Regions from separate parts of the Mus musculus genome. Here region 2 is linked to region 1. A link is a contact called in public HiChIP or PLAC-seq data. All regions are on one chromosome and are shown on one strand. Each heading gives the region's core, a stretch centred on a gene start, on an enhancer-like site or on the middle of the called end of the contact. The rest is flanking DNA. Distances are from core to core; before and after follow the strand shown.

The links. HiChIP or PLAC-seq counts read pairs in DNA pulled down with a chosen protein or histone mark.
Region 2: a contact with region 1 is called in an H3K27ac HiChIP or PLAC-seq map of embryonic stem cells, with 5 read pairs. The contact joins the promoter of Dzank1 here to the enhancer-like site in region 1. A contact is called at or near these places in 2 of 115 datasets of contacts at active chromatin or transcription factors (embryonic stem cells and pancreatic cancer cells) and 2 of 9 other capture datasets (adipose tissue and liver).

Annotation. Positions count from the first base shown.
Region 1 is chr2:144,308,088-144,312,995 of GRCm38.p6, reverse strand. All of the region lies in intron 3 of Ovol2 (ovo like zinc finger 2), which reads left to right. Among named protein-coding and RNA genes, the nearest start is that of Ovol2, 22 kb to the left of the region's middle. Within about 2 kb of position 2,500, at least 21 of the 459 cell types and tissues checked have an H3K27ac peak or open chromatin away from gene starts, as enhancers often do. A contact at or near this core is called in embryonic stem cells, where this site is marked.
Region 2 is chr2:144,524,388-144,529,295 of GRCm38.p6, reverse strand. Dzank1 (double zinc ribbon and ankyrin repeat domains 1) reads left to right here and starts at 1,882. Exons shown (of 21, transcript NM_172859.3): 1 at 1,882-2,016; 2 at 3,600-3,716. The coding sequence starts at 3,608. It overlaps Polr3f (polymerase (RNA) III (DNA directed) polypeptide F), which reads right to left and starts at 1,551. Exons shown (of 9, transcript NM_029763.3): 1 at 1,371-1,551; 2 at 476-593. The coding sequence starts at 1,432.

The DNA of each region.
Region 1 (4,908 bases), core at 1,251-3,750:
TTGGGCCCCCGCAAACCGGAAGCAGTTCCCCGTTAGGATGACTTAACGGAAGAGGGTTCCTGAGAGGAACTTGTCAAGCAGTGAGGGCAGCTGGGGTTTAGTGTTGACCTTCAATCTATCCTGTCCACAGTTTGTGGGGGACCTTTCTATACCCATTTCAATCTGACATAGTTGAAGATAGTTTTCACTCCCTGTCATTGGGAAAGGTACTGGCTAGTGCCCAATCCCAGGAGAAGGGGGTGCCTAGGAGCTGGTAGCTGCCAGCCCAAGAAGTGGGTCTGGGGGCGGAGCCAACACTACCTTCCATATACTTCACAGATGTCCCAGTGTCAGGGACAGGATCACAAGGGCCAGACTCACCCACATCGAAGCAGAGAGAGGACCCAGCATCAAAAAAGCCCAAAACATGTATGTTCGTTCAGTTCACAGCCCGAGAAAAGCACTGTGGATCTGTGTTTACAGAACATTCTTTTGGATTTGGGCTTTTTTTACTTAGGCCAGCTAGGGTTACTCCCTAAGAGTGGCTGCCTGTTGGCAGAAATGATTTATTTTGGGGGAGAGAGATCTGTGCGTTTGAGTGAAAAATACTGACGGGGCCGAGGCCTGTGCTAGATCGAAGGGGTATGGCAGCGGGTGGCTGGAACATACGGAGAAGGGAGGGGGAGTGTGTGCAGTAGAGAAATTAACAAAAATAATAATACTGGGCTGGAGAGATGGCTCAGTGGTTAAGAGCACCGACTGCTCTTCCGAAGGTCCTGAGTTCAAATCCCAGCAACCACATGGTGGCTCACAACCATTCGTAATGAGATATGACGCCCTCTTCTGGTGCATCTGAAGAGAGCTACAGTGTACTTAGAGATAATAATAAATAAATCTTTAAAAAAATATACTAGCCAGGCATGGTGGCACACGCCTTTAATCCCAGAACTTGGGAGGCAGAGGCAGGCAAATTTCTGAGTTCAAGGCCAGCCTGGTCTACAAAGTGAGTTCCAGGACAGCCAGGGCTATACAGAGAAACCCTGTCTCGAAAAACTAACCAAAAAAAGAAAACAAAAATACTGGTACAAGCTAGACTCCATACCGAGTGTCCACGCCCACACTACTCAGTATGGTTTGAGGACCACAGCATCACCCGGGAGTTGGTGGGCGTGCACAGTTGCACATTTTGATGCCTCAAAGGTGCCAACCTTGTTGTTGAGGTACAGTATTCATCAAAAGAATTTTTTGTTTTCCTGTTTGGTAAAATGAATGCTTCTGCTGTGGAAGATTTTGGATGACATAAAAAAAAAAAAATAGAAAGAAAGAAAATGATAGCAAGCGTCAGCTACCATAATGGCTGATCAGGCCAAGAGGTTGGTTAGGCCTGGAAAGATGACTCACAGCTCTGAGGGTGTGGTGGCTCATGCCATTAATCCCAGCTCACAGAGGCTGAGGCAGGGGAATTACTGAAGTTCAAGGTCAGCCTGAGCACTTGGTTTTACTGGCAGAGAACCTGGGGTCATTTACACCCACGTGGTATGGTACCATCATCTGTAACTCCTGTAGGGGATTTGATGACACCTTCTGACTTCTGCAGGCACTGCACTCACATGGTGTACATACATACATGTATAAAAATAAATGTTTTTTTGTGTGTGTGTGAGGTTTTTTGTTTGTTTTGAGACACTGTCTCACCACGTAACTCTGGCTGACCTAGAACTTAATAGATAGCCTAGGCTAGCCCCAAACTCCCAGGAACTGAGATTGCCACCATGCTGCCATGACTAAAAATATATACATCGTTTAAAAAAATAAAAATGAGGGCTGGGAGATGGCTCAGAGATTAAAAGCACTGACTGCTCTTCCAGAGGCCCTGAGTTCAATTCCCAGCAACCACATGGTGGATTACAACCATCTGTAATGAGATAGGATGCCCTCTTCTGGTGTGTCTGAAGACAGCTACAGTGTACTCATAAAAATGAAATAACTAAATAAACAAACAAATAAAATTTCAAAAAAAAGAAAAGAAAAGGCTGACTCAAATAGGAAGTCCCAGTGGTTTAAGCCTAAGGACCCCACACTTGATCCCAAGAACCCATGGGGAAAACCAGGTGTGGTTGACCCACCCATAGGGCCTGGGGGTGTAGCTCAGTTGGTGAGTGGCTTGCCTAAGAAGTGCAAATGTATTAATTTAATCTCTAATAGCATATATAACCAGTGTGGAGGCCCTCTCCTGTAGTTCATCAATTGGGAAGTGGAGGCAGGATATTCAAGGTTAGGCTCAGCTACACAGTTGAGGCCAGCCTGAGCTACAGGAAGACATTTAAAAAAAAAAAGCAAAACCCAACAATCCATCCCTCTGGTTGAAGTAAAGAAGGCCCGTGCCTTCCCTGTGGGCTGCGTTCCACAGAGAGAACCCGAGGAATTCCAATTTGAGGTGAGGGCTAGGGAGGGGCTGCCCACAGGACAGGGGGCTTTCTTACCTTATCTTCCATCAGGGGCTATATTGAGAGAGACCAGAAGGCAAACAAACCCCAGCCTGACTAAAGCAGAGAGGACAATGGTGTCTTTGTTTGGGGCCAAGGAGAAAGATTGCCTGGATTGGGAAAAATGCAGATCAGAAGTTTAAGGCAGGGCTGCTAGCCTAAGAACCCTGGAATCCACTCCCCACAGCCCAGCTCACCTGTGGTGTCGCCTCATCCGTGGTTTCATTTAGATTTTAACTTACATATTTGTTTTTACCTAAAAAGATAATAATATATTTACGTGGGGGGTGGGGCGGGATGGTGGAAAATGAGATTTAAAAAACAAAACAAAACACCCAAGATTCTTTTCCAGCCCCAGTTTGCTTCTGAAAGTGATTTGCCATTTATTCTTTGTTTGTTTTTTGTCCTGGAAGCTTCGAAGGCACATGGCTGCTCTCCTGGGAAGGAGACCCTGGCTTGCTTGGTGTCTGCATTGTGGAACCTCACTCCTTTTCCTCATTGTCCATGTAATACGAAACCATGACAAATCCCATCACAGAGGCACAGTCCTTTCCTAGTTCCCAGAAGTCTTTGCTTCCATTTTCAGGTTGTTTTCTGTTTTATTTAATTCTGACCACCATGAATTTTCTTGCATATCCTTTGCCCACCCATGCAAGTCTATCTCTGATGTAACCTCCCACAGGTGAACTTACTAGGCCAAAGGGCAGGAGCACTCTGGGTTTCACAGGCATTGCCTCTTTGCCTTCCTAGAGGCGGCCCTCAGTGTCTTCTCCCACCAGGAGGCCAGTGTCAGAGCTTCTTGTTGGAGTTCACAGTTGGCTCAAAATCAGGAAAGGAACATTTGACCCAGAGGAAGGAAAGCAATCAGAAAGTTCCAGAAGTGGGGACTTTACCTGGAGATGTGGGATTTGAAATTCAGCTTAGTGTTGGGAATAAACAAACACACACACACAAAAAGAATGAAAAACTCAAAAGTCTTTGTTGACAACACCCCAGAAGAACATATATATGTGTGTATGTATATAATCTATATACACATGTATATATGAATGTATGTATATGTGTGTGTATATGTATGTACGCATGCATGTATGTATATATGAATGAACTAGGTAATAAAGGTGTCGGATAGAAAATTCAAAATGGGGACTGGAGAGATGGCTCAGCGGCTAAGAGCAGTGACTGTTCTTCTAGAGATCCTGAGTTCAAATCCCAGCAACCACAAGGAGGCTCACAGCCATCTGTAACAAGACCCGATCCCCTCTTCTGGTGTCTGAAGACAGCTACAGTGTATTTACATACAATAAATAAAATAAATCTTAAAAAAGAAAAGAAAAAATTCAAAAGAGCAGGCAGTGAGGGATGGCTCAGCCAGCCTCCTAGGGACCATTTTTTAAAATCCTTTTTTGTTGTGAAATACAGAATTCATAACAAAAGGTATAGGTGGAAGACAAATCCTGAGTACTTAGGGATAGGGCAGGCAGGGGACCCTGCTTCCATTGTGTTGAGCTGGATTCTAAACACCGAGATCCTAGCGCCCTGAGACTTAGTGTTTGCCAGCTCTTGTGCCTGTGATAGCTCAGTTAATCCTCAGAGCAGCCCTCCTGGGTGTGAGAACTATCTGCATTTCGTGGGTGAGGCGATTGAGCGGTATCGGGAGTTAACAGATTGACCACGGACTCCGTTAATGAGTGGCAGATGGGCAGTGCTGTGCTTCCCAGTGGCCTTGGACTTTGGAACCCAGGTAGGTGTCAGTAGGTTAATTTATGTCTGGTAGCAGATGGTGCTTTTGGTTCCCAACCAACCTGTTCTTTTGACTAGGGTAAGATTGGTTTTTGTTAGAGAGGGAGGTGATGGGCGTGGCCTCGGTGTTGTGGGTGGGGCTTAGATCCTCTTTACACAGGTCTATCTCTATTCCCTTGAAGGTGTGGAGACTGGATTTTATTCATTCAAGCCCAGGAAGAAGCTTTTTTGACAAAACTGTCTGTCTGCCAGGAGTGAGATTATAGTCAGAAGAGGAAGCAGGAACACTGGGGCAGGGAACAGGTTTATAAGGTAGAGATGTTATAACTAGAGCTTTTATGGTCTGTCTCCTTCTGTGTCTATATCATGAAGTACCTACCCATCCTCAAAACCAGACTCCGTGCCTATACTATATCCTTTTAATGAAAAAACCTCTTAGTCAGCCCCTTTCTTTACTGGCCAGGTGATGATGTGGGCCCCTGAAATCTCTTAACCTTCTTAGACCTTGCTGGGTGCTCTGCCCATAGAAGATATGTGCAGAGTATGCATTAAATACTGCAGGGAAGGCTGATCTCTGGGTCACCTGCTGGTCTCTGGGTCACCCCAGGAATAAATAGGAAGCTCTATGTCAAGAGTCAGAAGTGTTCATTTCTCAGATATGTATATATGCAGTTGAGTATCATACAGCCATAAAAAATGA
Region 2 (4,908 bases), core at 633-3,132, 220 kb before region 1:
TTATTATGCGATTATTGCTCCGTGTAATTAAGGTGGGGGGAGAATTCTTGTACGTCTCCTGCAAGCTGGAGACTAGAGAAGGCCAGCGGCACAGATCAATGGCACAGACCGGATGCATTAACCTCGGTGATGGGAAGTCAATGGTATAGATGGGATCCGAAAGTCTAAGGACAGAGTGGTGAAGGCAGAAGGCTGGCCCTGGGGCTCAGAGTGGGCTGGGGCAAGTTCCTGTGTCCTCCATGTCTTTGGCTTAGGCTGATACTAAATTGGATGGTGCCCATTCACTGCCTACAGTCAGCACATCAGTTCAAATACCACATTCTAGAACATCCCAGAAACAGCAAACAGGCAGATATCTAGGATCTCAGAGCCCAGCCAAGCTGACACATAAGGTTAGCCATCACAACGATATGACAGGAAGCAATGAAAACCAGAATATACAACAAATTACATGAATTGGTTGACTTCACCTTACCATGGATAACAGTCTATTGATGGCCACTGCCCGCTGCTGGGCTTCAATGTGAGGCATTTCGTTCTGAATTACTTGATCTGTGATTCCATGAGGGAACTGGTGGCATAATTCTATAATTCTAGGAACAACGGTATAAATGGTTTATGTTTGCTTGCTTTTAAAGGCAAATAAGGAAGATACACGATAGTCAAGCTAAAAAGCTCAATGTTGTCAATGGGAATAAGTACAGCAAAGTGACTCCAAGGTCTGTGGGCAGAAAGCAAATAGAATATTCGGGGGTGGGGGTGGGGGGCAGCATAGTGATTCACCATAACTGGAGTCTTGAGAATTATCCCCTCCAAACAAACTGGAGGGATTAATTTGTTTGGAGGTGTAATAAACTTATTATCCACAATAATAATGTTGAGAAAGTCGTCTTTTAAATACATTATAACCTAGAAACACATGTGCACTACGGGAGTTAAGGCACTCACTGAACCTACTTGGCTCAATGGTCCTTTGTAATCACAAACTGAACCCTCATTTGGCCCCAACGTTCTCTTATAGAACTTCCCTTGGCAACCGGGCAATCCTGGATTCGAACACATGTCCAAGAACTACAGGGAAAATGCAGGTCTCTCTTCTGGCCCTGGCTGCTGTCACGTTCCAAGTGCTCTAATAGAATCCCGGAGAACCCAGTTCCACAACGTTTCAAGCTGTCCCGCTGCTCTAGAGCTTCTGAAGAGTTCTACTCTCCCTAATCGGGGCGGGGGGGTCGCCCAGACACCCGGCAACCCCGCTCCCGCGTGCTCGACCAGTCTACCCCAGCCTCTCCCCGCGGGACTGAGAGAGAAGGGGGTCCCGCTACCCAGCTGACTGCTCGCTTAGCGTCGGGAGCCTAGCTTTATTGCAGTACCTGTTTTCTATCTCCACCGGATCCGCGTCCGGCGGCTGCACCTTGACCTTCACCTCCGCCATGAGGGCAGTTTTCGAGACTAGAGGAAAAGTGGCCCCTCGGAGCGCGCTGGAAGTCTCGGGAACCGGTGGAGGCGCGCGCCGGGGACCGAGGCTTGAGAGAGAGGCGAGGGACCTTCTTCATCCGGTCGCGCTGGGCCTTCTTCATCGGATCGGCTTGGGGCGCCCGTGCTGTGCCTGCTCCGCCTTGCTCGGCAGGGTCGCCACAGCGACTCCCTTCCGTTGTCTCAAATTTCAGTGCTTGTCGGACAAGAGCCTCTGGCTCCAGTACGCACCCTTCAGCCTCTTCCAGCCGCCGAGAAGGCATATTCTTGGACACCTACAAGAAAGTGTCGCAGAAGGATCTGGAGGCGGGTACCAGACGGAGGCTGCAGCCAGAGACAAGGGCGGGGCTGGTTGCTAGGATGTCGATTTCCCTGCCAATCATCTGCTCGGCTCCCGATGGGCGGGGCGCGGTTCGCAGCGTCTGTGGAAACGCAAGCTGCAGCGGAGGAGCTGTGGTGAGACCGTGAGAAACCTGACAACGGGTTGGCGGCGGCGGTGCTGCGTCGGGGGTCCTTAATCTCTGTCCTTGAGGCTGGAGAAGGGTGAGGAGAAGGGCATCTCTCACTGGGTTGGGAGGGAATTAGGCATCTCTGACTGCCTCGCGAGGCCGAGGGCATGACGCAGGGTCTGGGTCCTGGTTTGGGCAGCGAGGAGATGGTTCAGGTGCAGGATGTTGGGAGATGCTGGTGGCATGACACTGACACCAGGCTGCGGTGTGGACCTAGCGAATCAGCCATCTCTGTCTCCTTCCTGTGAGGTCCAGTGACCACCCCAGGTTTCCAAGAGCAGCTAATAGCTAACCGTGAGCACTTCAGTCTCGAACCAACGGTGTTTATTTAGAATCTAGTTTTCAGCTATCTTTATTTTAGCTGACTCTCACTCGAAGGGAAATGTGAAGGTAGGCGAATCCCTCTACATCCAGCGTCATTTCTGAAGGGTCAGATACCTGTAGTTTTTATTCTTGGTCCTCAATCTGGAAGAATCCAAAAAGGCATTAAATTCGTCTTTTAATTCTAATTATCTCGCTTTCCAGAACAAGATATGTCAAAACGCAAACATGTTCACAGCAACATGATCAGAATTCCAACTACCATTTAAAAAAAAATGACCTCACCACTGAACAACAAATTGTTACATGAAAAATTGTAAGCCAGGCATGGTGTCTCATTCCTTTAATCCCAGCACTTGGGAGTCAGAAGCAGGTGGATCTCTGTGAGTTGGAGGCCAGCTTGGTCTACAGGTAGAGCTCCATAACAGCTAGGGCTGTTACACGGAGAAACCCTGTCTCGGGGGAGCGGGGGGCGAAATGAGGATGCAAAATGTTGATTATAAAAGTGAGATGAATATGTACATTATAATTGAATAATAATGTAGCCACAATCGTTGAAGCTACAGTGCAAGTTGCAAATACTGGATTAAGAGGACTCCTCCCCACCTCAAAGAAAAGACCCATAAGGTTTCTGCCCTGCTAGTTATTTACAAAATAGCAGAGCTAATAGGAAATGATGGTTGTGGGTTTATATCCATGTCAACTTCCTTTCTATTGAGAGCTGATGCTCTGCAGTCTTTGCAGTATATTTTCCAAAATACAATACACTGCAGTGGTTTGCAAAGGTGAGACTGTGGGGGGTTAGAACCTCTTTTAAGATTTGGCTCTAAGTAATTCATGCTACGTGCAGAGTTACCTGCTCCCCTTATGTAATGAGTTGCCTTGAAGTCAGGAGAGTGAGTGTGTGTGTGTGTGTGCATGTGCGCGCGCACTGGCTGAAGGCAGTGAAGAGTGAATGATCTCGAGGGAACTGAGCTCAGAGCGTTAGAGGTGGATTCTGCTCTGCCTCATCCGTGGACCTGCCCTTTTAAAGCAGCTCCAGCCTCCTAGCGAATTCATCTGTTTGTCTTTATTAGATGTAAAGTGTTTAGGTGAATATCCAACAGCAGACGTCAAGAGCAAGCATACAGCCAACGTGTAATAATTTCATTAATTAAACTGGGCGTTATCTGTAGGTGGCATATTAATTTAATGCTCTTCTGGCTTCAATGCATTTAAAATAAGTAGCACTCTGTTGTTTTCGTGTTTAGGCATAGGTTCATGATGGAAATTTTTAATCTATTTTTTTTCTATAAGGAGAAAACATGACTGCTGGCTCAGTGTGTGCCCCTCAGATCATACCACTGCGAGTGCCTCAACCTGGAAAAGCTAACCATGAAATTGATACCAATACTCTTTTGGAAATGAAATCCGGTAGGAAAGCCATGTATTTTGAATTATTTAGAAATAACATTGCCATAGTCTGTGTTCATGTGTTACTGACGGATCTCTTTGTATGTTTTCTATATTGGGGCTTTAGACGTTGGCAAATCTTCCACATGTTGAAAATGTTGTTCTTTGATGGTTTGTAGAGTGGTATGTATGTGTTTGTTTTTCATGAGACACGCTCTTATGTAGTAGCCAAGATCAGCCTTGAAATCAATATATAGCCCAGCTGAACATGAATTTGCAGCAATCCTCCTGTTTCAGCCAGGAGACAAACAGGTTGGTAGTGGCAACACCCTCTTGATTCACCTGAGTCAAGGTTAGATATCCAGTTGTGTTCCCAACCTTTCTCAGGATGCTTATTATTTTTCTGAAATAATACATTTGACCTGCAAATACAGATCTTCCATTATGAACAGTTAGATATTGAATTTCAGTTTGACAACCTTGCTGGCCCTGGGCACCTTAGTTAATATTTCTGAGTGTCAGTGCCCTCATGCTAAGATGGGCAACCATACCTACCACCTGTAGCCGCTTGGAGGATTAAATGAGTGACTGTATACTGTTATATATCCATTGCCATATTGAGTGGGTATTATATCTGAGGCATGCAAGATTTAGCTCATAAAAAACTTAACTATTAAATCTGTTATATGCTTATATATAATCAATCTAAAGAATTTTCATAAATAAGATATATAAAAATATTTGTATTGTGATGTTTAGATTCCAATTATATATGTATCTATTTAATTTTGATAGTTTTAAATATATAAAAATTATTTATCAGCATTTGTAGAGCTACTTCTGGGCTCCTTAATCAAAGATTTTTGAAGAATAAGCTATATATTATAGCATGTTCTCTTTTATCTGAAAGGCTAGTGTGTTTAATAACTTAAGCATATGAACTTATAACTCTTAGGAGAAGTAGGGCTATTATTGAAATGTGATTATATGAATGATAGGGGTTTCTATATTCTCTAATATTTAAATGTCAAATAAAGAGTTCCCACAGTGCAGTACTAAAGAGAATAATAAGCCAATGGGCAGAAGAGGTGGTTATGTGGAACATGCCCCTAAAGCCAACATTGGGGAGGCCAAGACAGAACTGTGAATCTGAGCCAATCTGTGCTGCCTAATGAGACCCTTTGGGGTACTCGAAATAGAGGCAAAAATGTGT